Linked DNA regions of Mus musculus: all the other regions are linked to region 2. A link is a contact called in public HiChIP or PLAC-seq data. All regions are on one chromosome and are shown on one strand. The core of a region is the stretch at or near the end of the contact, and the rest is flanking DNA. Distances in the headings are between cores, read along the strand shown.

Evidence for each region. HiChIP or PLAC-seq counts read pairs in DNA pulled down with a chosen protein or histone mark.
Region 1: a contact with region 2 is called in an H3K27ac HiChIP or PLAC-seq map of extraembryonic endoderm stem cells. The contact joins the enhancer-like site here to the promoter of Lpar6 in region 2. A contact is called at or near these places in 4 of 115 datasets of contacts at active chromatin or transcription factors (bone marrow-derived macrophages, extraembryonic endoderm stem cells, microglia and 1 more).
Region 3: an H3K27ac HiChIP or PLAC-seq map of extraembryonic endoderm stem cells shows a contact between it and region 2, with 2.9 times the contacts expected there. The contact joins the promoter of Fndc3a here to the promoter of Lpar6 in region 2. A contact is called at or near these places in 5 of 39 promoter capture datasets (the C10 cell line, embryonic stem cells, liver and 2 more), 5 of 484 Hi-C or Micro-C datasets (LSK cells, embryonic stem cells, granulosa cells and 1 more), 7 of 115 datasets of contacts at active chromatin or transcription factors (DN3 thymocytes, astrocytes, cardiomyocytes and 4 more) and 1 of 9 other capture datasets (adipose tissue).
Region 4: an H3K27ac HiChIP or PLAC-seq map of acute myeloid leukemia shows a contact between it and region 2, with 5 times the contacts expected there. The contact joins the enhancer-like site here to the promoter of Lpar6 in region 2. A contact is called at or near these places in 2 of 39 promoter capture datasets (the C10 cell line and neutrophils), 1 of 15 datasets of contacts at CTCF or cohesin (CD8 T cells) and 2 of 115 datasets of contacts at active chromatin or transcription factors (DN3 thymocytes and acute myeloid leukemia).
Region 5: a contact with region 2 is called in an H3K4me3 HiChIP or PLAC-seq map of neural tube, with 4 times the contacts expected there. The contact joins the enhancer-like site here to the promoter of Lpar6 in region 2. A contact is called at or near these places in 2 of 39 promoter capture datasets (embryonic stem cells and stem cell-derived epiblast-like cells), 2 of 115 datasets of contacts at active chromatin or transcription factors (embryonic stem cells and neural tube) and 2 of 9 other capture datasets (adipose tissue and macrophages).

The regions. Positions count from the first base shown.
Region 1 is chr14:72,647,364-72,652,217 of GRCm38.p6, forward strand. Fndc3a (fibronectin type III domain containing 3A) reads right to left here. Exons shown (of 26, transcript NM_207636.2): 3 at 4,653-4,728. Among named protein-coding and RNA genes, the nearest start is that of Fndc3a, 60 kb to the right of the region's middle. Within about 2 kb of position 3,333, at least 7 of the 459 cell types and tissues checked have an H3K27ac peak or open chromatin away from gene starts, as enhancers often do. A contact at or near this core is called in extraembryonic endoderm stem cells, where this site is marked.
Region 2 is chr14:73,236,227-73,240,794 of GRCm38.p6, forward strand. Lpar6 (lysophosphatidic acid receptor 6) reads left to right here and starts at 1,665. Exons shown (of 1, transcript NM_175116.4): 1 at 1,665-4,132. The coding sequence starts at 2,375. The coding sequence ends at 3,409. The region is part of intron 17 of Rb1 (RB transcriptional corepressor 1); the gene reads right to left. RefSeq lists an enhancer at 1-100.
Region 3 is chr14:72,707,151-72,711,785 of GRCm38.p6, forward strand. It overlaps Fndc3a (fibronectin type III domain containing 3A), which reads right to left and starts at 2,853. Exons shown (of 26, transcript NM_207636.2): 1 at 2,568-2,853.
Region 4 is chr14:72,682,024-72,686,286 of GRCm38.p6, forward strand. It overlaps Fndc3a (fibronectin type III domain containing 3A), which reads right to left. Exons shown (of 26, transcript NM_207636.2): 2 at 1,611-1,748. The coding sequence starts at 1,709. Among named protein-coding and RNA genes, the nearest start is that of Fndc3a, 26 kb to the right of the region's middle. Within about 2 kb of position 3,013, at least 34 of the 459 cell types and tissues checked have an H3K27ac peak or open chromatin away from gene starts, as enhancers often do. A contact at or near this core is called in acute myeloid leukemia, where this site is marked.
Region 5 is chr14:72,531,022-72,535,268 of GRCm38.p6, forward strand. It overlaps the pseudogene Mlnr-ps. Among named protein-coding and RNA genes, the nearest start is that of Gm30500, 41 kb to the left of the region's middle. Within about 2 kb of position 1,635, at least 58 of the 459 cell types and tissues checked have an H3K27ac peak or open chromatin away from gene starts, as enhancers often do. A contact at or near this core is called in neural tube, where this site is marked.

The DNA.
Region 1 (4,854 bases), core at 2,083-4,582, 590 kb before region 2:
TGTCTTTGTAACTCCTTCCATGGGTGTTTTGTTCCCAATTCTAAGGAGGGGCATAGTGTCCACACTTCAGTCTTCATTCTTCTTGAGTTTCATGTGTTTAGCAAATTGTATCGTTCTTGCTGGTCGAGTCCGGCGAGCGCAAGACTGGCTATTATAAATAAGGCTGCTATGAACATAGTGGAGCATGTGTCCTTCTTACCGGTTGGGACATCTTCTGGATATATGCCGAGGAGAGGTATTGCGGGATCCTCCGGTAGTACTATGTCCAATTTCCTGAGGAACGGCCAGACTGATTTCCAGAGTGGTTGTACAAGCTTGCAATCCCACCAACAATGGAGGAGTGTTCCTCTTTCTCCACATCCTTGCCAGCATCTGCTGTCACCTGAGTTTTTGATCTTAGCCATTCTGACTGGAGTGAAGTAGAATCTCAGGGTTGTTTTGATTTGCATTTCCCTGATGATTAAGAATGTTGAACATTTTTTCAGGTGTTTCTCTGCCATTCGGTATTCCTCAGGTGAGAATTCTTTGTTCAGCTCTGAGCCCCATTTTTTAATGGGGTTATTTGATTTCCTGGAGTTACGATTCCTTAAAGACAGCTCATGTGAAGAGCTTTCTCCATTCAAAACGACTGTTAAAGGACCCTCACCATATGTTATTGTAACACCAAATCACTCAATGTGATCACTGCACTGACACAACTGTTCACCTTTTCATTCCTTAATTAATACACTGGGTATTTGTTGTTGCTGTTGTTGTTTTTAGTCTGGGGTCCAACTCAGGGCCTTATTGGGCTCTACTACCAAGCTACATCACTAGCATTGTTACACTACAGTCTTAAAAGATAAGAACCATGAGTTGGTTTCCCCCCAATTCCAGGAACTAGCACAGCATACTCAGACTTCATGTACTCACACGGAAAACATGATCAGTAGTTTATTCTTCAATGAACTGTGCTGTGGTAGAAAGGTACAAATTAAGCTCTGGCCATAACTAAGTGGACCTCACTAATTATGAGAGTCCAATGAAGGTGGCAGCAATTTAGACCTATCTAAAGTTTTAATCTAGTCTTTGTTTCTATGAATTCTTCTAAGGGAGGCATTCAAACATATATTTATGCTAACCCTACCTCATCTTTTATATGCTCCTATGGAGATTTTCTTTTATGAGAACAGTAAAAGCCGCAAGGAACCTGTTTTTTCTCTCAACTCCACTGCCCTGATTTTCATCCCCCGAGGCACTCATTCTCTTGGTGGCTGCTTCTCCTCTGTTGCTGCACTTTCTTCTTTCTACAGCTCAAATCCAGAAAGGGTCTTACAGAGGGGAGGAGAGGAGATCAAATATCCATTAACTTTTTCCCTATAGGCTTCTCTCCAAACCAGTCTTCACTTATTCCTTCTCCTCTTTCACATGCAGACCTCTCTCATCTTAGTTATGGGTTCTATTGCTGGGATGAAATACCATGACCAAAAGCAAACTAGGGAAGAATGGGGTTATTCAACTTATGCTTCCATATTTCTGTTTATCAGCTAAGGAAGTCAGGACAGGAACTCAAACAGGGCTGGGACCTAAAGTGGGAAGCAGATCTATAGGCAACAAAGGAGTGCTGCTTACTGGCTTGCTCTTCAGGATTTGCTCAGCCTGTTTTCTTACAGAACCCAGGACCACCAGCCCAGGGATGGCACCACTCACTGTATGTTGGGTCCTCCCCCATCAATCACTAATTAGAAAAATGCCCTACAGCCTGATCTTATAGAGGAATTTTCTCAATTGAAGGTCTTCCTTACAGAAGACTCTAGTTTGTGTCAAATTGGCATAAAACTAGACAACACACTTGATAATTCTGGACAGATGCAAACATAAAATAAGAGAGCTTTATTCTTTTTCCTTCATTAAAAAAATCTACGCAGTAATTTAAAAATAAAGTTTCCAACTATTATTATTATTATTACTACTATAGAGAGAAAAGACTGTTCCCCAGTAAAGCACAGAAATGTGTCCTTGTACAGAATGCTGATACAGGAGTCAGCTCCCTTAAGGTCTGGTGAACACTGAGGCAGTCTGTACAGTACACAACTCTTCAGGTCCTGCAGGAGGCTGTTGCTGCTAGATATTAAAATCAAATGAAAGGAGTTATGAAGAGATAACTTACAGGATGCAGCCACAAACTGACTCTTGAAATACAAGCTGTTTATCATTCTGAGATTAAGCCATCCCTACATTTTAAAATACAATAAAACAATCTGTTTTTTCATCTGCTAGTGTATTGGGGAAAATCAATATTATATTAATTAAAATGCTTTCTTGATTAATATTTATGAATAATCTGGAAGGCACACAAGTAAGCTATGTGATCAGAAATTTATATTCCATGTGATTCATAGTGAAAACAAAAAATTCTATTTGAAGAAAAGTTAGTAAAGATGGCAAAGCTTTTTAAATGTCTATACTGCTTATATATTCTCTTGTCTAGATCCTTTCAGGAATATTGATTATTTGTGTATTACCCAACTGCAGCACAGATATTTTAGATTAACTTAGTGATATTTCTAATACATGTAGGGTTCCAAGTTTGACTTGTGACTCCTGGCTAAGGTATTTTAAAAGATTCACCATCAGGCTCAGCTATGTAGTGATAGGAAAGGGGCACTGAAAACTGTCAGCCTATGGTATCACAGCCAATGCTAATCAGAGAGTGTGACGAGTCCTTCACCCTCAGAAGTATTACAGTCTAGATGTTAACAAGGTAGGGAGTGACCCACCTCCATGGATTCTTTAATTTAAAGCCATGACTATTAGGTAGTAGTAAGAACCAAAAAGGATACAAAGAATTGTAAAAAATACAAATCCAAAGCGTTCAGGTACTAGTACTAGTTGAAAGGTAAAATAAGCACTTCAAATTAAACATAACATACGTAATTTCCTAACAACTAAAAGGAATGTTGCACGCAGGTACAGTACAAAGGCACCTGGGAAGTCAGTTTCTCAACAGCTGGTATCAAGGGGTTTCAAAGCAGTCTGGGCTCACCTTCTCTTAGCAGTTACACCCAGAACTCACAATATCTCTATTTGCTGAGTACTGCAGAGGTAACAGGTCCAGTTTCAAGTATAATGTATGCTTATGAATGTGGTGGTTTGAATGGAAATGCCCCCCACAATCCCACAGGGAGTAGCACTATAAGGTCTTGTTGGAGTAAGCATGGCCTTGTAAGAGAAAGTATATCACTGGGGTGGGCTTTGAGTTCTCAGAAGCTCAAGCCAGGCCTAGTGGCTAACTGTCTCTTCCTGCTGCCTTCAAATCCAAATATAGAATCCTCAGCTACCTCTCCAACATCCTGTCTACCTGAATGCCACCATGCTTCCCACCTTGACAATAATGGACTAAACATCTAACCTACAAGCCAGCCCCAATTAAATGTTTTCCTTTATAAGAGCTGCCATGGTCACGGTGTCTCTAAACAGCAATAAGACCCCAAGTAAGGCAGTTATTCTTACCCTGATCTAATACTGATGGGAACAAGAGCTGAACTGATACGAAATGTATTACTGAACTTAAATAACCCACAGCACCTTATAACAAGCTACTAAGAAACAGCTAATGTTTAACTCAGCTTCTCTAACTCCAAAGACACTGACTTTTTGTTTGTCTGTTTGCTGACAGAATCTTACTATCTCAGTGATAAGGGTACTGAGCTGCTGGAAAGGTTGGCTTGTTCTGATGGACAAAGGGGGACTTCTGTCCCATGACACTGCTTATCTCTGGCTTTGTTGGCAATCTTTGGGTAGTGAATTTAAGCAAGTCAAAGACCTGAATCTTCATCATATGTCATCATACCACATCCGCTCTTGTCCAAGTTTCCCCTTTTATGATACTAGTGACAGTGGATGAAGGGGCCACCCTAACCTTCCTGTAGCCCTCATTTTCATATATGAACACAATGCTCACTAAATGGAGGCTGCTTTGCTCCTCCTCTCAGGGGATATGGTGATGTCTGGAGAGATTTCTATTTGTTCTGAATCTCGGAGGGTAAGAAATAACGAGTGTATAGAAGACAGGGAACTCTACTAAACCCACTACAATTCATAGGATGGCTCCCAATAGCTGAAAAATATCCAGTCCAAAATGCTAAGGCGATGTCCAATAAAGGAAGATTGCAGTGAACGTGGGAAAACATCTGAGCTGAGTTTAAAGCAGTTGGGTTAGAACCACCTGGAATGAGGTGACAAGGGTGAATCCTAGAGAAGGAAACTCGTGCTGACTAGACAAGACAGGTTTGCAGTTAACAAGCAGACTCTTTAAAAAGCCTGAGGAAGACAGCTACAGTGTAGATCTTAAAAAGAAAAGCCTGAGGCCACACTGGAAATAAAAACAATATTAGAAAACAGAATGGACCTTTGGAGGACTGAAAGACCTGGCTAGCGTTACTTACTTTTTTTGACTAATAAAATGTACACAATAGAATTTTATAGTTAGATCAATCAAAAAAGGAGAAAGAGACTAATTAGAGTTCTACTGCAATAGTTAAATGACTGGAGTACTCAAGCTTGTGATTGTGACACAGGGAGAACGCACAAGTGTACACACTGTTACCTACCTGGAAAAATAGAAGGCAGATTTTCTCTTGTTACAGAATGTAGCAAATTATTCCTCTTACCTGTAATGCACTGAAACTGTCCATCTTCTCTTCTTATCGTAAAGGCTTCCCCTGGATTAACCTGTACCAGAATAACCTGGAAACAACGGAAGAAGAATTCATCAAAACAATAAAAGAACCAATCAGTATAGAAAAATGTGCAGCTAGTTCTTGAGCATATGTGAGCTAATTAACCTTAGAAAACTGGACATACTACATTGTG
Region 2 (4,568 bases), core at 415-2,914:
AATCTACATATCACAACATCCTAAAAATCAGCTGACAGTATATTTTACTTATTTATTTTAAAGACCTATTTATTTTTATGTGTATAAGTGCTGGCCTGCATATATGCATGTATATCACATTCATGCATGTTTTCACAATGAAAGTAAACATGGACAGTACCAGGACATAAAACGATTATAATTTGTAAAAATGACAATAAGGGGGCTGGCAAGATAGCTCAGAGGTTAAGCACATTGGCTGTTTTTCCTAAGGTCCTGAGTTCAGTTCCCAGCAACCACATGGTGCTCATAACCATCTATAGTGAGATCTGGTGCCCTCTTCTGAACTGTAGGTGTACATGCAAGCAAAACACTGTATACATAATAAATCGTTTTTTAAAATGACAATAAGGAAACTTAAAAGTGGATCACTCAAATTTTATATTTTTCCTAAAATAACTATTAACAGAAAAGTTTCTTCATGGAGAAGAAAATGTTATTAAGTGTCCCTTTTTTCATTACTGCACTCAAAGTTCCCATCTTCCAATAGGAACACATTTGCATCTGTTTTCCACACCAAAACCAAAGCAAAGAAGTTCAGACCCTCAATCTTTACCGCCTATAAGACTGTATTATTTGATCATAGATGACTTCCTAATCAAAACAATAAAAAGATTATAATTCACCATCAAAAGTAATCAAATTTAAAAGGTATAGAACACATGATACATGCTCTTAAGTATACATCTTAATATGTAAACTAAGGTGTCTATAGAGAAACTTGCTCTGAAATGCCTTCACTGACCCCAAATGAAGGGTTTCAGCTTCAAATTTAGAGATGAAAGTAGATCTGGAATATACCCCAACACACAGCCAACATGTAAAAGAAACTGAAGGGAGAGACGGAGGAAAGGAGAATAAAATCATGGAAACTACATTTAGACAAACAGTAGAACTGAGATTCTCTGCTGTAAGTTATTTCAATTAACTCAGAAGGGGGGAGCCCGTTTTACAAAGCACACTTTCCCACTATGCTTATATTAAGTTGTGGGCAAAAGACTGACACTGTACTAAAAGTAAAAGTTTTGGAGTACTATTCTCACTACTGAGTTATAATCCTCCGGGGGGGGGGCATACTTAATGTAGTCTTTGGTGTATTAAAATTGAACTAGCTCTAGAAAATTAGTTTCAAAGAAAAATGTTAGAACATTATTTATCAAAAACTAAAGAGATCCAGGATTAAAGCTACTCACAATCATGCCAATTAAGTTAAATGCTGGAGAGCAATTAAAAAACACCAGATACTAAGAGAAGCAGGACTGCCTGCCTCAGTCAAAGGCTTTATATAAACTCTTAAGGTTCTGCCTTCAGGCACAAACAGTTCTTTAATGTGCCACTCATATCGCCTACATTTCAATTTATAAACATATATACACCCATCTGCATTTTATTTCTTTAAAGAAGGCAATATCCCAACTACAAGAGCAATAGAAGAGAAAGAATCTACCTTATGTTTCTTTCTTTCTCTTACTTATTACTAACTAAAGCAAATCAAACCACTTTGGAGAAGTTGTCAGAATCCCCGGAAAGCATTTTGGCATAAAAAGAGTTAACACCCAACTCAGCTGGGCAGCCAGTGACCATTTGCAAGCCTCCTAGGTACATTCCCAGCAGACACATTATCAGATTAAAGGAACTGCAAACAACTGGGTTGAAGCCTTCCTTTGTCCAAACCCAGCCTCTTCTTCCTGTGATGTCATATTACAAATCTGGGAAGGCTTTCTTGCTCACTTCAGAGACAGCCCATCTCACAATACAGCTGGCAACCTCCGAAAGGCCTCTCCATTCAGCAAGCGCGAACATGCTTAGGAATTTATCTGGGATCCCTTAAACGACTGCCTATCGCCGTCCGGAATCAATGTAGAAATACAAAGTTTGAGAATAAAAAGAAGGAAGAAGTACCCGAGGACGACGGGCGGACGGACGCACGGCGAGTGTTTGTGACTGAAGTAAAGCTGGTTTGGACCCTGGCGGCTGAAGCACAAGTTTCCACGCGGACTGGTCTGGTCCGACTTGGAACAGTTTTTCCTTACACTTTCAGCTTTATGGGTTGGCTTCCTTGACTGCATTTTCTGTCAGTTAACTAAACTCCAGACTCATGGATTTTCTCGACCAGAAAATCAGACTATTTTCCTGAATAATCTACTAGAAACTTTTACGGAACACATTTCATGTTTCCTTTGAAGAGTTAAGAGAAGAAAGTATTTGTAAGAACAGGAAAAGAAACAAATACTTTGCAAATAAACTGGCTGCTGCTGTGACCACATCTGAATAGCAAAGGCGATCGATCAAGCGCTGCGGACAAAAGGCCTCCTGTAAGCTGCACTGCCTGACAATGGTAAGCTCCAATGGCTCCCAGTGCCCTTATGACGACTCCTTTAAGTACACTCTGTACGGGTGCATGTTCAGCATGGTCTTCGTGCTTGGGCTGATATCCAACTGTGTTGCGATATACATTTTCATCTGTGCCCTCAAAGTGAGAAATGAAACTACAACGTACATGATTAACCTGGCAATGTCAGATTTACTTTTCGTCTTTACTTTGCCATTTCGGATTTTTTACTTTGCAACACGGAATTGGCCATTTGGAGATCTACTCTGTAAGATTTCAGTAATGCTGTTTTACACCAATATGTATGGAAGCATTCTGTTCTTAACCTGTATCAGTGTAGATCGATTTCTGGCAATTGTCTACCCATTTAAGTCAAAGACTTTAAGAACGAAACGAAATGCAAAGATCGTTTGCATTGCTGTGTGGTTCACAGTGATGGGAGGAAGTGCGCCTGCAGTTTTCTTTCAGTCGACCCACTCTCAGGGGAACAATACCTCAGAAGCCTGCTTTGAGAACTTTCCAGCGGCCACATGGAAAACTTATCTCTCCAGGATTGTGATTTTCATTGAAATAGTGGGCTTTTTTATCCCTCTCATTTTGAACGTAACTTGTTCTAGTATGGTGCTAAGAACTTTAAATAAACCTGTTACATTAAGTAGAAGCAAAATGAACAAAACTAAGGTTTTAAAAATGATTTTTGTCCACTTGGTCATCTTCTGTTTCTGTTTTGTGCCCTACAACATCAACCTCATTTTGTACTCGCTCATGAGGACACAGACCTTTGTTAACTGCTCTGTGGTGGCGGCAGTGAGGACCATGTACCCGATCACTCTCTGCATCGCTGTTTCCAACTGCTGCTTTGACCCTATTGTTTACTACTTCACCTCAGACACAATTCAGAACTCAATAAAAATGAAAAACTGGTCGGTTAGAAGAAGTGACTCCAGGTTCTCTGAAGTTCAGGGCACTGAGAATTTTATCCAACACAACCTACAGACCTTAAAAAATAAGATATTTGATAATGAATCTGCAATATAAGCTGCCTGACTAAGCCACTGGGACTGCTCCGTGTTCAACTGTGAAAACTGTGTTCTTGGGAACTATCTCTCCGGCTCCAACAGAAAATATTTTTAAAGGAAGTTTGTGTCTGATGTGTTAAACATTAAAATATATTCTATTCTTGTATGCACGCCATTTTACTTTCTTGAACCACTTTAACGTGTTTTTTCCTCATTAAAAAAAAAAAACTCCATAAAGTTAAGGTCTAAAAGCAATTATGATTTAAATAATGTGATATATCTGTACGTTTAAAATTTTGTATATCATGAAATGATTTAATCAGAAATCTGTTAAATGGTTTTATACTGAACCGAGATGTTGTTTACGGAATAGTTTACTAAGTAGATTTCACTTATATTTTATTTTAGATTAAAAGTACTTATCATGCCTTAAACTGTAAACAGTGAAGAAAACCAGTTTGAACTAGTCACACAGTTTTAGAGCATTTCCTCCAAGAGACTACTGCAGTTTTCTGCATGACATTTTATCTTTTTAGGCAACTCATAAAAAAGAAAAGGTATCTAACTATATAGTATATTTTGAAATTACTATTTTGATTTATATTCTGGCTGCAACACCCAATTTCAAAATGATATATAGTATAAAAACTTAGCATAAAGAAACTAATGAAATGTTATCTTGCTAGGTAAATTATTTTGAAAGTACAATAAAAACCTTGTATTTTCAAGAATGTTGGTCTAGAAATCACCAGGACAGTGAAGTGCCTGAGTTTTTAGAATGTGATACATAGCTAAGATTTTTTTTTTTACTTCTTTTCCTCTCTCACTTTAGATCAACTACAGAGTGCCTGAAAATGTTATTTCAAGTGGAAAAAAAACCTTTAAAAATGTTAAACGTATAAAGTAAAGACATAGTTCTTTACATAGAGAGCAACAAATCTAGAAAGACAAATTACTAAGCACAATTATATTTTCATTATACAAAACAGACAAAGGCATGGCTTTGAGACAGAAAAATACCAACTACATCAAAACTTTCATTTTCCAACACATCCTCTTCTAATTTAAGGCATTTTGCAAAGTTTTAATTTTAGAAAAATGATATACATTTGAATTCAGTTAGCCTGTATGGTAAAACAAGTTAATCTTTCAAGTCTGAATACAGCATGAACACACAC
Region 3 (4,635 bases), core at 1,603-4,102, 530 kb before region 2:
CCAGTTGGAGAGAAGGTTAAGGATACTGATATAAAAAGAACTCTGAAATAAAGACTAGAGGATTAAACAGGATAAACACTCACAATACATGTAAAAGAACAAAATGTGCCCTTTATCTCTGTGGGTCATCAATTTCTTTGTAATAAGGCACTCTTGATACACATGTTGTACCAAAGTGATCAACTAAAGTACTATAGGACTCAATGGACAGAATTCTAAAGCTGACTTTTTTTTAAACACTCAGAACTTATTTTAGTAATTCTTGTTTTAGAGATAGCATTTAACAACAAAAACCAACGAATTGCTTATCAATACCAGGCTAATAAACTTGGAAATCATATGCGCGTCCTTATATCATGAACCAAGACAAACCCAAAACTCATTTTCATGAAAAAAAAATGCAGTAAGAATGTTTTGCTTTGAAATACCTATTTTGTTTACATCATCAAATGATATTTTAACACTACAGGCAAAATATAAGATGAATAAGCCATATATATGCCAAAAATATAAATATTTTCAAGTAGAAATATTACATATGAGTCTAAGCTATGGCTGAACAAATCATAAATTAAATGTCTTTTACTGAAGTCAAGCTAAAAGACAATATCCATTACAATATTCTTTATTTTTCTCCTGTGTTTTCCAGAATCTCTCAGCCTACATCTCACTAGACAAGGAAAGCAGAGAATTTTTTTCTTCATTTGTATTCAATTTATAGAAATATAGAGATGTAAAAAGGAATCATTAAATGTATGGTAAAATAAATCATCTCTCAATTACATGAAGAGGAAATGATGACACATCACACACACACATACACACACACAAAATCTGTGTTTTCAAATGCACACCATTAATTTGGGAGAAGAAAATTCCCCTTACAATCATGCTTCCCTGAGGCTAGTGTTAATTAAGCATGAGTTTCTTTTTCCTGACCACTGGTGACGAGGATTCAGACAGAAGGGGAAAAGGAAAGAGTTAAGGCAGAGGCATACAGGTGGCCAAAGGGAAGCAGCCTGAGAGAAAAACGTCCCACTTAACCTACAAAGCAAGCCTGGAGAGGATCTATGAAGATAAAACAACACAGAGAAATTTAATATGAAAATGCTAAAATTTTTAAACGTAAAACCTAAACAAGATTTTTCTCCCTATCCCCTTATCTTCTCTCCTCCCTTCAGAGGATGTTATTAGTGGTAAATTACAAGAGGACTAAATTTTTTTAAAAACCCAACGAAAAGCCATGTTTTAAAAGACCTTATCATTGCTTTCCAATAGGCCCAACACCTGTCTCCATGGGTAACTGATCTCATTAGTTGAGAAAAAAAAAATCAATTTAAACAAGAAAATGTTAAGAAGGCAGGGGGGTCATCTCTCTGGAACATTTTTAGGTGACTTAAACAACATTTCCGAGATGACAAGAATTACACACTCCGCAAATACACACAAACTAAATATTTATCTAAACACGGGATATGAGCCAGAAATCTCAATTTGCTTCTGTCTGACATATGGCTCGGTTTTGACTGGCATATGTTTCGTACTGATACTGGCAAAAGCATAGTGATTCAAATATTACAGAAAAGCTTCAACTGCTCTTTCATTCTTACAACTCATCTTAGCCAAGAGGCTGAGAGGCGATGCTTATTTGCTTCTTACAACACGCACAAACTTGGGTTTCAAGAACTGAAACAGACCACAATAGGATGCAGCAACATCATTATGTGGCTCGGTGTTTTTTAAAGTCTACCCGTGAGCACTTCAAGATTATAATACAAAAAGAGGGAAAGCCTTGTCCGCCTGCCACTGTCAGTTAGTAGACGGACAGCCGAGAAGGTGCCCAAAGGAACTTACAGTCTCACTAAAATAAATAATCTCTAGCTCACCATCCTTAGCACCCTCAGCAATCTCTCTCTCTCTCTCCCTCCCTCTCTCTCTCTCTCTCTCTCTCTCTCTCTCTCTCTCTCTCACACACACACACACACACACACACACACGAATACCCCCCAATGCTTTTTATGAAAGGTGATAGTTTAATAAAACTACAATTACCTATCACACACGGTAAAAGCAGCAAGCGCTAGCGATCTGACGTCGAAATTACTCGCTCCTTTTCCTTCACCCAGCGCGTGCCGCCCTTTCCCAGAGTCGTGTCAAAAGTTCACCCACGCAGGCTGCCGAGCTGGGCGAGCACCGCAGCCTCCCTTCCTCCTCGCCACCGACCGAACAGGTGGTTGCCTTACCTGGGGAAGAGGAGCCGCCAGGCACCGGCTGCGGCGGCCGCCCGGGCGGCCAGGCAGGCGGGCGCAGACCCGAAGGGCGTGTTTTCGAGGATTTAACCCTCAGGTGCGCAGGCAGCGCTCCGCTGTCGCCGAGCCCCGGCAGGTGTCGCGCACGTCCCCGCCGCGTCCCGGGTCCGTCACCCCGCGGACGGCGCGGCCTCGCGTGGGGGCGTCGCCCGTCCGCCCGCCCTCCCCGACGGGCTCAGCCCTCCGGCGGCGCGGCCCGCAGCCCCAGCCTAACGGTTTCCCCGACGCGGGCTCCGGCGTCCCCCTGCCGGCTCTCACCTCCGAATCCCGCCGCTCCGAAGCGAAGGAAGGCGGATCCCCCACCCCGGGCGTCTCTCCTGCGAGGCTCCGGCTCGTCCTCTCACTCGCTTGGCGGTGGGCCGGGGCTCCCGCGGCCGCCGCTGCGCTGACTGCTGTGGAGGGGGGTTGTTGGGGAGGGGTGTTTCCCGGCAGTGACGGCGCCGCCGCCTCAGCCCCGCTCTTCGCTCCCTCTCCGCGTAGCTCCCGCTTTCTGTTTCACCCGAGGGACCGCGAATGCCGCCGCCGCCATGATTACTACGGAGCCGGGAGGAGGAGCCCGGAGTCGGCGCGCCCAGTGCGGCTGCGCGAGCCCCGCCGACGGCGCCCCCGGCCGCCTGGACCCGGAGCCCCCGCGCGCGCACACACACACACACACACACACACGAGCTCGAGCGCGCGCACCCGAACCCGCTCGCCCGCCGCCCCGCAAGCCGAGGCTTCCCGGGCCCGCAAGTGTGTGTGGCATGCGAGCTCCGGTGCCGCTCTCCCAGAGCCCGGGAACTGTGCGGATGATTGACGTATCCGGGGCCCCACACGCCATTCCGAATGCAGTTTAGAAAGCGCCCCCCACCCACCGCCCCCAGAGACGAACCGTGTCAGCCCCTCTCGGCAAGCCCCAGAACTTAGGATGCCGGCAGGTGCTTTTAGAGGCAAGCCCCGGACGGGGAAGCGCCCCGAAGTGGGCTCAGACCTTCCCACTCCCAGACGGTTAGAGCCCCGGCATTTTCTAGCACCCACGAAACAGATTTACGTCTTTCAGAAACGCACAGCTTAAAGGTTCTGGACTCGGACCAGCCGAATCTAGTGGAAACCCGTTACCTTGACGTCTGCCACCGCGGAGAGCGAAGCGGAGGCGGCGACAATTTCCTTAAGCCTCGAGCGATGGGGGGGCGGTGGGGGGGACGCTGCAGTAGCGCCTGAGGGCCGGCCCGGACTGCTTACTTTTGCAGTTTCACCGGAAGCCTTAGGGAGAGGGTCGTCTTTGGGAACCTGAGTCCTCCCCCTGTCCAGCCAAAACTGGTGACTGATGAAACCAGGTTCCACGTCTGACTTGTAGTTCAGTTTATTGGTTGCGCTGCGTTTTAAGGTGGCAATCTTTTTTTTTTTTTTAATCATTTGACAGAAATCTCTCGAAGATGTACGAATTTCTTACGTTCTTAAAAAAGAAAAAAACAAAACAGAACTGGATAATGAAATTCTTAGTGGATCATTGAATATCAAATAAGATACTCAGACAGTACCAAAGTCCCATGGGATTGCAGAGGTGTGCGCGAGTGTATAAAATCCCCACCTTGGTGCTGTTTTATTTGCAGTGTTCTTACTTTTCTTAAAGACCCCTCACTTGGCTTGTGTTCATCTGCCTGTACATCCACTTTAACCATTTCTATTTTCCTGTGGTGGTGTTTTTTAAGCCCCGCTTTCTTCCTTCTCCACCTACTTTTTGCTATGGCTGCAGGCAATGATTGATCCGATGTTTGTATCCACAGCTAGCTAATGAGAGGTTATTTTTCTTCCCGTCAACAAGTAGGATAGTGATTCTATCAAATTGCATCTTGAGATATTTGGGGGTTGGGGAGAGGGGGCAAAAGTCCTTTCCCTGAGAGAAATGTTTCATTTTCTTAACTTCCAGCTTTGGCCCTCTTCCAGACAAAATTACTGGAAAGCTGAGCTTGGAATAACAGAAGTATAACTGCTCATTGTTTTGCAATAGGAGAGTTTATATCTGAATGTGGAGGACTTGTGTGGCTTCCCCTTACTGCTGCCCAACTCTTGTTCGGTTGGAGGCTAAAGTCTCCAAAGTTAACTCCAAACTAGTATTTTCCAAAGCATTGCTCTTGTAAACTTCGTAAAAATGCCGAATCCTACCGCTACTCCCTCAAGATTCTGGTTCCATGATTCAGTGGTAGACAAAAAATAATAATAATGAAAAAAATTAAAAATAAAAAATGAACTTAAGAATAACCTGCATTTTTATAAGTATGTTTAAAGCCCATCTACATGCCACAGGCAAAGTAAAAAATAATAGACTAGTTGAAGGAGACAAGGG
Region 4 (4,263 bases), core at 1,763-4,262, 550 kb before region 2:
CAGATTCTATGGAACTTTACCAGTAAAATCTCCTTTTTGAGAGAAGAAAAACAAGACCTAAGTCTTTGTGGTTATGGCTCAGCCTGGTAGTGTGTCTTCTCTCCACAGAATACAGTTATTACCAGGCAACCAGGGCAACAGAATACAGTTATTACCAGGCAACCAGGGCAACAGAAGAATACAGTTATTACCAGGCAACCAGGGCAACAGAATACAGTTATTACCAGGCAACCAGGGCAACAGAATACAGTTATTACCAGGCAACCAGGGCAACAGAATATAGTTATTACCAGGCAACCAGGGCAACAGAATACAGTTATTACCAGGCAACCAGGGCAACAGAAGAATACAGTTATTACCAGGCAACCAGGGCAACAGAATACAGTTATTACCAGGCAACCAGGGCAACAGAATACAGTTATTACCAGGCAACCAGGGCAACAGAATACAGTTATTAACAGGCAACCAGGGCAACAGAATACAGTTATTACCAGGCAACCAGGGCAACAGAATACAGTTATTAACAGGCAACCAGGGCAACAGAATACAGTTATTACCAGGCAACCAGGGCAACAGAATACAGTTATTACCAGGCAACCAGGGCAACAGAATACAGTTATTACCAGGCAACCAGGGCAACAGAATACAGTTATTAACAGGCAACCAGGGCAACAGAATACAGTTATTACCAGGCAACCAGGGCAACAGAATACAGTTATTACCAGGCAACCAGGGCAACAGAAGAATACAGTTATTACCAGGCAACCAGGGCAACAGAATACAGTTATTACCAGGCAACCAGGGCAACAGAATACAGTTATTAACAGGCAACCAGGGCAACAGAATACAGTTATTAACAGGCAACCAGGGCAACAGAATACAGTTATTACCAGGCAACCAGGGCAACAGAATACAGTTATTACCAGGCAACCAGGGCAACAGAATACAGTTATTAACAGGCAACCAGGGCAACAGAATACAGTTATTACCAGGCAACCAGGGCAACAGAATACAGTTATTACCAGGCAACCAGGGCAACAGAATACAGTTATTAACAGGCAACCAGGGCAACAGAATACAGTTATTAACAGGCAACCAGGGCAACAGAATACAGTTATTAACAGGCAACCAGGGCAACAGAATACAGTTATTAACAGGCAACCAGGGCAACAGAATACAGTTATTACCAGGCAACCAGGGCAACAGAATACAGTTATTACCAGGCAACCAGGGCAATATGCTGTGGTTAACTCATTAATAGATTCATATTGAAGTCAGTGACTGGCCTCAGGCAACATATGTTAACAAAAATCTATCAGGGACTCATGAAAGTACATAAGTATCTGCCACAGCTGTGATTAGTGTGGGGGAAAATAAAACCTTACAGGACTTCCATCTGACCCTGAAAAGCAAGTCAGCAAAAAGAAGGTGAAGCTTAAGAAGGTGTGTGAGCACATATGAAAACAAAAACCAAGACAAAACTTTCCTAGGGGAAAGCAAAAACAAAAGCCTACTTCTACTGGTTATTCAATAGCAAAGACAGCAGCCCTTTAGGCTAAAAAATCCACAATGACAAAGACATGAGGTAAAACATATTTCTGTTTCCTTACCTGTTGTGTTCCATCTGCACTTACAATAGGGGCAGACAGAAGAGAGATGTCGCTACTTAAAATCTGAGCTGTGTCTAGCAAAGGCGGGTGTTCTGCCATTATCAATAAGGCATCAATATACCGGAAAGCCCTCCAACTCTGCAAAACAAAAAGACATAACCACTGAAGTATACATCCAGAAAATACATTAAAATACAATCAGGAATTGCCTCACTAACAAACAAACTGTCCAAGGAAGACCAAAAAGATCACCTGACTTCTTTTTCAATCAACTACTTGGGAAAATGTATTTCATACAACCCAACCAAGGTAACTATTAGTTATCCTCAACCTAACGCTAATACCAGAAGCTCTATTTACACTTTCTGCATCTCCATCCTTCCATTCCTAGATAGGGAATTTAATTTACTCATCACTATTCAATCTACATCCTGAAAGACATCAAGCTGCAATGGCTGAATGAGGTAACCGTACCTCTGACACTTTTCTTTGAGCTGACAAGGTAAAATTACAAAGGCTCAATCTCCCTCATCGTCCTGTTTGCCTTGAGGCACTATACAAAAAGAATCATGATTTTCTACTGAATCCTCACACAAAGTAACACAGTTTAAGGGGGAGGGGGGAGTTGTTCAGGATCAGGGCAAGAGCCTTCAAATTTTAAGTTTTAAGCTCTTCCAGTATCCATTCATCTGCTCTGAGAACAACTGTACAGCACAATGAATCTTATGTGAATGAAAGGGTGTACTAGCACTCATACGGCAAGGTGGGATGGTAGGATTAGTTTATACTGCATGAACCAATAAACATCAGCAAACTGAGCAAAATGACCACAGTCACACGTGCTACTAAGTCGACGCTGAGCTTTATGGAGTCATTTCTGGATGCCTGTCACATTCACCAAGTCAGTGCTAAGGGACAAGACATTCAATTTTCAAAGATGAAATTCACACTATTTTAAAATGTTGAATCTGCATAGAAACTCCCATAGAAGTTGACTCAACTTGACAACAATTTTCTGTTTAGCTGTATTAGAAAGTGCTGAGACTCTTAAAATGCATTCAACACAGGTACTTATTGATGATTTCACACTAAAAATGGCAATAGAGAACACTGTATATGATTAGCTGACTCATGGAAAGGCACACCACTTAGACAGTGTTTATACTACATACACATGCATATGAACACATTAACTTCTGCCATAATGTACATTACTAAACTATTAAAAGACTGACAAAACGTAATACTGTGAATCACATCAAATAATTTCTCTGTGGAATTTACAAAGAATTTTAAGGCGGCAAAGAATCTTTATGTTATTTTGACTCTTGCAAATCTCACAATTTTATTATGTAAGAGCAGACACTTTCAGGAAGTAAACTCCCAATTAAAGAGAGTGTGTAAGTACTTCATTTTTGTTCCCCGCTTCCTCTTTCTTTTTCTTCCTTCACCCCTCCCTCCCCCTTCTCCTTGTTATAATAGCAATGAACTTGTATTTCATTAACAGACAGCCTCTCGGTGTCATGCAGGTAGACTCCAACCCTCCTCTGCTATGGTCCCCTGGGTCCACAAGGCCACAAGCTCCTCCTCCTCCTCACTGCACTCATTTCTCTTCTCTTTTTCCTTTTTGTGTGTGTGTGGACTGAGGACTGAGTTACACCACAGACAACTGAAGGAATTCAAAGTACCAATAAACAAAATATTCTCAAAATCATATATTGGTTTGGAAAATTAATTTGAACTTGGAATGGCATATGACTGGGTGGGCACCCTTAGGAGGAGAAAACCTGTCTAAGACTGACTATGTCAAGTGGCATTGAAACTAACAAAATAGCAATCAGTAACTAACAAAGTCCTACAATCATTTTGAAAAAACTCTTCTAGAATCTATCAAAGTTTGTTTCTCATGCTAGGGTTTGAAGCCAGGCCAAGTGAGGCAGGCACTACCACTTAGATCCACAGTCCTATCTACCAAAGCTGGGCACATACATGTAGTGGATGCTGTTTATGCTCTGACCACAAAGACTCACAACAGATGCCCAAAAGTAATGCATGCACTTATTGAAATATAAGTGGACCAACACACATGTAAGTATATGAGTTTGTAGCAACTTGATTTAATAGTCCTTTAAAACCAGAGACAACCTAATGCCCCTTAGAAATCAACCAATCTATTCAATAACTATATAAACCAAAGAAAATAATAAACTGTCAATTCAGAGAACAGGGAGTAAAATTTCTCAAATACAATGTGAGTGAAAAACAAAGAGAATACATACTGTTCAACTTTGAAGAAAGCTCAAACACAATTTATTGTTAAATCAACACACTGGTTGCCTCTGGGGAGTTAAAGATGGGGGCAGGTAACAGTTTCTGGGATGCTGACTCTGCTCTGTGACTTGACCCAGGAGCTGTTAAATGGACCACAACTACTAAATTGTAAACACTACATGTTCATCTTTCATGTACTGTTCTGTACATTTTTTCAATACAATAATCTTTGAAAGTTAAAGACCACATCATCTCAAACTGTCTAGTAAAACCATTCAATAAATTCAATACTCATTCATGAAAAAGATAAAAACTGAAAGCAAAAAAAATAAAGACTATATATAAAAAACCACAGGGAAGATTATATGTAATAACTAAGCCT
Region 5 (4,247 bases), core at 385-2,884, 710 kb before region 2:
CCTGGACTGTCTCGGCAGAAGCAGTTTCCTGACAGCTGCTTTGTACTAATTGGACATGAGGTTGTGGAGGATGGGCTTGATGGATGCACTCGGGTAGAGAAGTTGGAGAGTGACCATATTAAAGTATCGAGAGGAGTGCATTACCCCGGAATTTTCAGTGTTCATGAAAAAGATTCTGCCAACTCGGAAAGGCAACCAAGCAAACTATGAATGCCAGAACCTCCACCACCATCGCTGCGGAAACAAGACACAGGCGCCGGAGTTAGCAGAAGCATTCAAATAAAATAAAGTCCTACCCTCTCCCACTCCTGCAAAGGTAACAAGCAAAATAAATTAGAATCTTTACTCAAACAGACCTTCATGCTAATATATATATATATACATATGCATATACATATACATATAGTCGTAAATTGCATTGATGTTTGCTTTCTAGCTGTATGGTAGGTTCATACATGTGTACATATGATTGATTATACACCGGAAAGAGCACCCACTCCTAAGAAGTTGTTTTTGGCGTGCTTCTGCTTCAGAAATACGTTGGTTTTCGTTACAAACGATTAGCAACAGGTCTGTGATGTTTTGGGGTGTTGTGTGTGTGTTTTCCAATTTGGTTTGCCTAAATCTCCAGAATAACTTAACATTTAGTAGAATCTTCAGCCATCAACCTCGTCTTTTCAAGAGAACTATGGGTAAACTCCCAATTGCAAACCTAACAGAGACTGAGGAGCCCCCAGTTATCTGTCCTGGACTTTGGAGAATCATTGCTGGTTCTCCCCACAGGTGGTTCCCCCACAGGTGGTGCCCCCACAGGTATTGCAGAACAAATCTACAGGTGGAGAAGATCAGAGTTACAGTGGCCCTCCCCAGTGTTTAGAAAGGACCCGGACTGTCTGCTGGCGGCCCCTTTCCTTCCGCACCTTGGTCGGGGACCCGGCTCTTGCACGGCTAGCGCCGACGAGCCCGCAGAGGACACCGAGGCCCAGGAAGGGCAGGAAATAGGCGGTGGTGACCCACAGCACGACCCCCAGAGCCTCTAGCTGAGTGGGGCTCGATGGCACTCGCGGCTGAACGCTCCTGCAGCCTTGGTTCCATATTGCGGGGACAGCGTTGGTGTCCTCGAGGACCCAAGAGGAAGCTGCAGGACGCGGAGCGAGGGGTTGATTTGCCAAGTGTGATCCAGGTCCGCAGAGAGGCCGGGGAGGACATCTTGATGGACGCCCACCAGAAAGAAGAAGCTAAGAACAGCGCCACAACCCAGAGCGAGGCAATGAGCGCGCGGATGCCGGATGACAAGGACCCGCGCTGACAGCGGGCAGCCGCTTGGCAGGTAGAGCTCCACACTGAGTGCGGTCTTGGGCAGCAGCGCGGCGTAGGTGCAGCCCTCGCCCAAATAGAGAGATAGGCGGCAGAGAAGCGGCCGGAATCCTCAGGGCCTCGAGCGCCACAGGCGGTACAGGTGGAAGGGAGCCCCATCACCACCATGCTGCCCAGGTACAGGTTGGTGATGATCCACATGTCCTGGTAGCGCCCAATCAGCAGCACCATCACCACGTGGCCGCTTATACCCACCGCGAACAGGTTGGGGCACACCGTGGTCACCGGCACCACAAGGGGGAACGCCGAGCAGCAGCATGAGAACCAGCGCATCCCGCCGCAGGAAATGCACTTGGAAGGATGGTGGATTCATTCACTTGCCAGTACCGCTCAGAGTGCAGGTCACTAGTTGGTTGCGCTCAGTCTCCGCCTACGCACGTGACCGGCTCCCAGAACCTGCCTGGATACTCCTAGTTCCTAGGTACTGCAGGGACTTCCAACTGTGGCCGCACTGCAAGGAACCCTGGGGGGCTAAGCCTAAAGCTTTAGGCTGCATCCTAAAGATGAGGAAGTGCTTCTTCTATCAGGAAGCCTAACTCGAAAAAGAGCAGTCCAGACAAGCATCAGAGCCCAGGAAGGTCAGAGCCACTGCCTGAGCATGGACGAGACTCAAATCTTGCCCTTATACAAGTGAGAGTTTACAAGTGAGGGTGGAGGGCATAGGCCCTCGCGTTAAGGATCCCCCAAAATCTGCAAACGAGCATTTAAAAAAACTAATCACTAAGAACCAGGAACTTAAATGATTGTTTTCACACTGTATGAGTCTTTTAAACTTAAACTAAAAACAGACAATGCCAACACTTGAAAGAACAAAGCTTTGGGAAAAGGTGAAAACCGGTTGGACTATGAGCCACCTTCTAGTAGTCTGACAATAGCTGATGGAAGCTTCCAACTTATCTGGCTCTGTGTTTTCAGCTTAGTCCTCATGGGCCTGTACAAAGTAGTACTCAAGATAGACTCACTAGGATTTGGCTGGCCCACTCAGCTGGCTCCTCCTCCACCACGTCCCCCTAACCCTGGCATTTCTCAGCATCCCTCTTGCCAAAGCCTTTATCTTTGTGAACAAAACAAAACAAAAAGCAAACAAACAAACAAAAACCAAAAAAAAAAAAAAAACCAAAAAAAACCAAAAAAAAACCCTCAAGCCTAGCAAAGTCTTTCATTCATTCCGTTGTGGCTTGCAAGGTCAGTCTCGGGCTGGAGAGATGTCCCACATTGTGGGAAGAGAGAACAGGTTCTTACAAGTTCTCTGTTGGCCTCCACATGCAATGTTGTGGTACACACATGTGCATATTAAAAAGTAGATGCAAAACAATTTAAAAAGTCACCCTTCTTCAATAAATGTAAAAAATATTTCAAATTAAAAAAAAAAATCAACTTCCCTTCCCAAGTTCCTCCTTGCCTTTTGGACTTGAAACTTGGACTAAAAGCCTTCTGCCGTTCTTCCATATATGCAGGAAGTATGGGCATTATGAGGGGTGCTTGACATCTTTCTCACTGCTCTCTTGCCGTTCTAAAACCTGCTTCAGCCAAAGTGCAGCCGACTCCCCCTCCTCCAGCCCTCAATGCTCACATTCACTCCCAAGCATCAGGTTCCTCACTACTGCCCGCCAGCACCACGCTGAGACGAACTACCCCGCCCTTGTGACCATGGCCTGTTGGACTGATGACTTCGTTTCTGTCAATGATTAGGCAAGGCAGGTCCTTGACCCCATCTCATCCAGCCACTCCAGTGGACTGGAATTATTCCTTATGTAAGGATGTGGGAACTCACCTCCATCTTGCCAGGAAGTTCATCCCTACATTTGTTGTGTAGCTCATTTTCCCTCTTGCACATTTCTGTAATCCTTCATGTATTTCCATGACGTTCATTTGGTTTTGACTTTTCCTTGTCCCTTAACCCTCATTACCCCCCGCCCACTTTCCTCTACTTCCCAACTTTAATTACATGAGCAGTAACACCCTCGGTGTCCTTCCCTTTATCTTCATCGCCACACAGCTCCACCCAGAGGACAGCCAGCACTCTAGCTGAGCTCTGCTCTGCCTTCTTTATGCATGCTCTCAATCTGCTGCTGTCACTGGGAAAGCAGTGTCAGCAGGACCTAGCTCAACAGGGCTCACCTAAGCCCATCAAAAAACAGATATTCATTATGATTCATGACAGTAGCAAAATTACAGTTATGAAGTAGCAACGAAAATAATTTTATGGTTGTGGGGGGGAGGGTCACCACAACCTGAGGAACTGTATTAAGGGGTCTCAGCATTAGGAATCTTGAGAATCACTGACTTAGCTTCAGCCCAGTATCCGCCATCTGAATATTTACCCTTCTCTATCTCATTCACTCCCCACTCCTCCAATCTGTGTCCTGCATCTTCATCTTTCATTAACCCTGTTACCCCCTCCCCCACCCTGACACACACACACTAGGACCTTGCATCCAATTTCTCTAAAAATCCAGAAGCGATTGGAAGGAACTATCCATACTGTCCCACTGCCACACTGCTCTGCCCTCCTTACCCTGCTAGACTGAGGATAAGCTGATGGTCCGGAGGCTGGAGACAGTTTGACCCCCTTGAGCATTCCATCATTTCCTGGACAAATCTACTTCCTCTCCTGGGTCATATTTTTTCTTCTGAATTATTTCCATACATTCATTGAAGTTCAAGAGTTTGTTTTCAAGTCTCCAGGCACCTGCCTTCCCAACCTTTTAGACGAGACAATGCAATTTCTTTATCCATAGTGGATCTGTTCTCTGAGCTTTTAGCTGCAGTAGAGCAAGAGGAAAAAAAAAAAAAAAAAGACCTGCTAGGGCAATGCAGGATGCAGCTCAGCCAAAGGAACAGAGCACTTGGGTGCGTTCAGTTTTCCT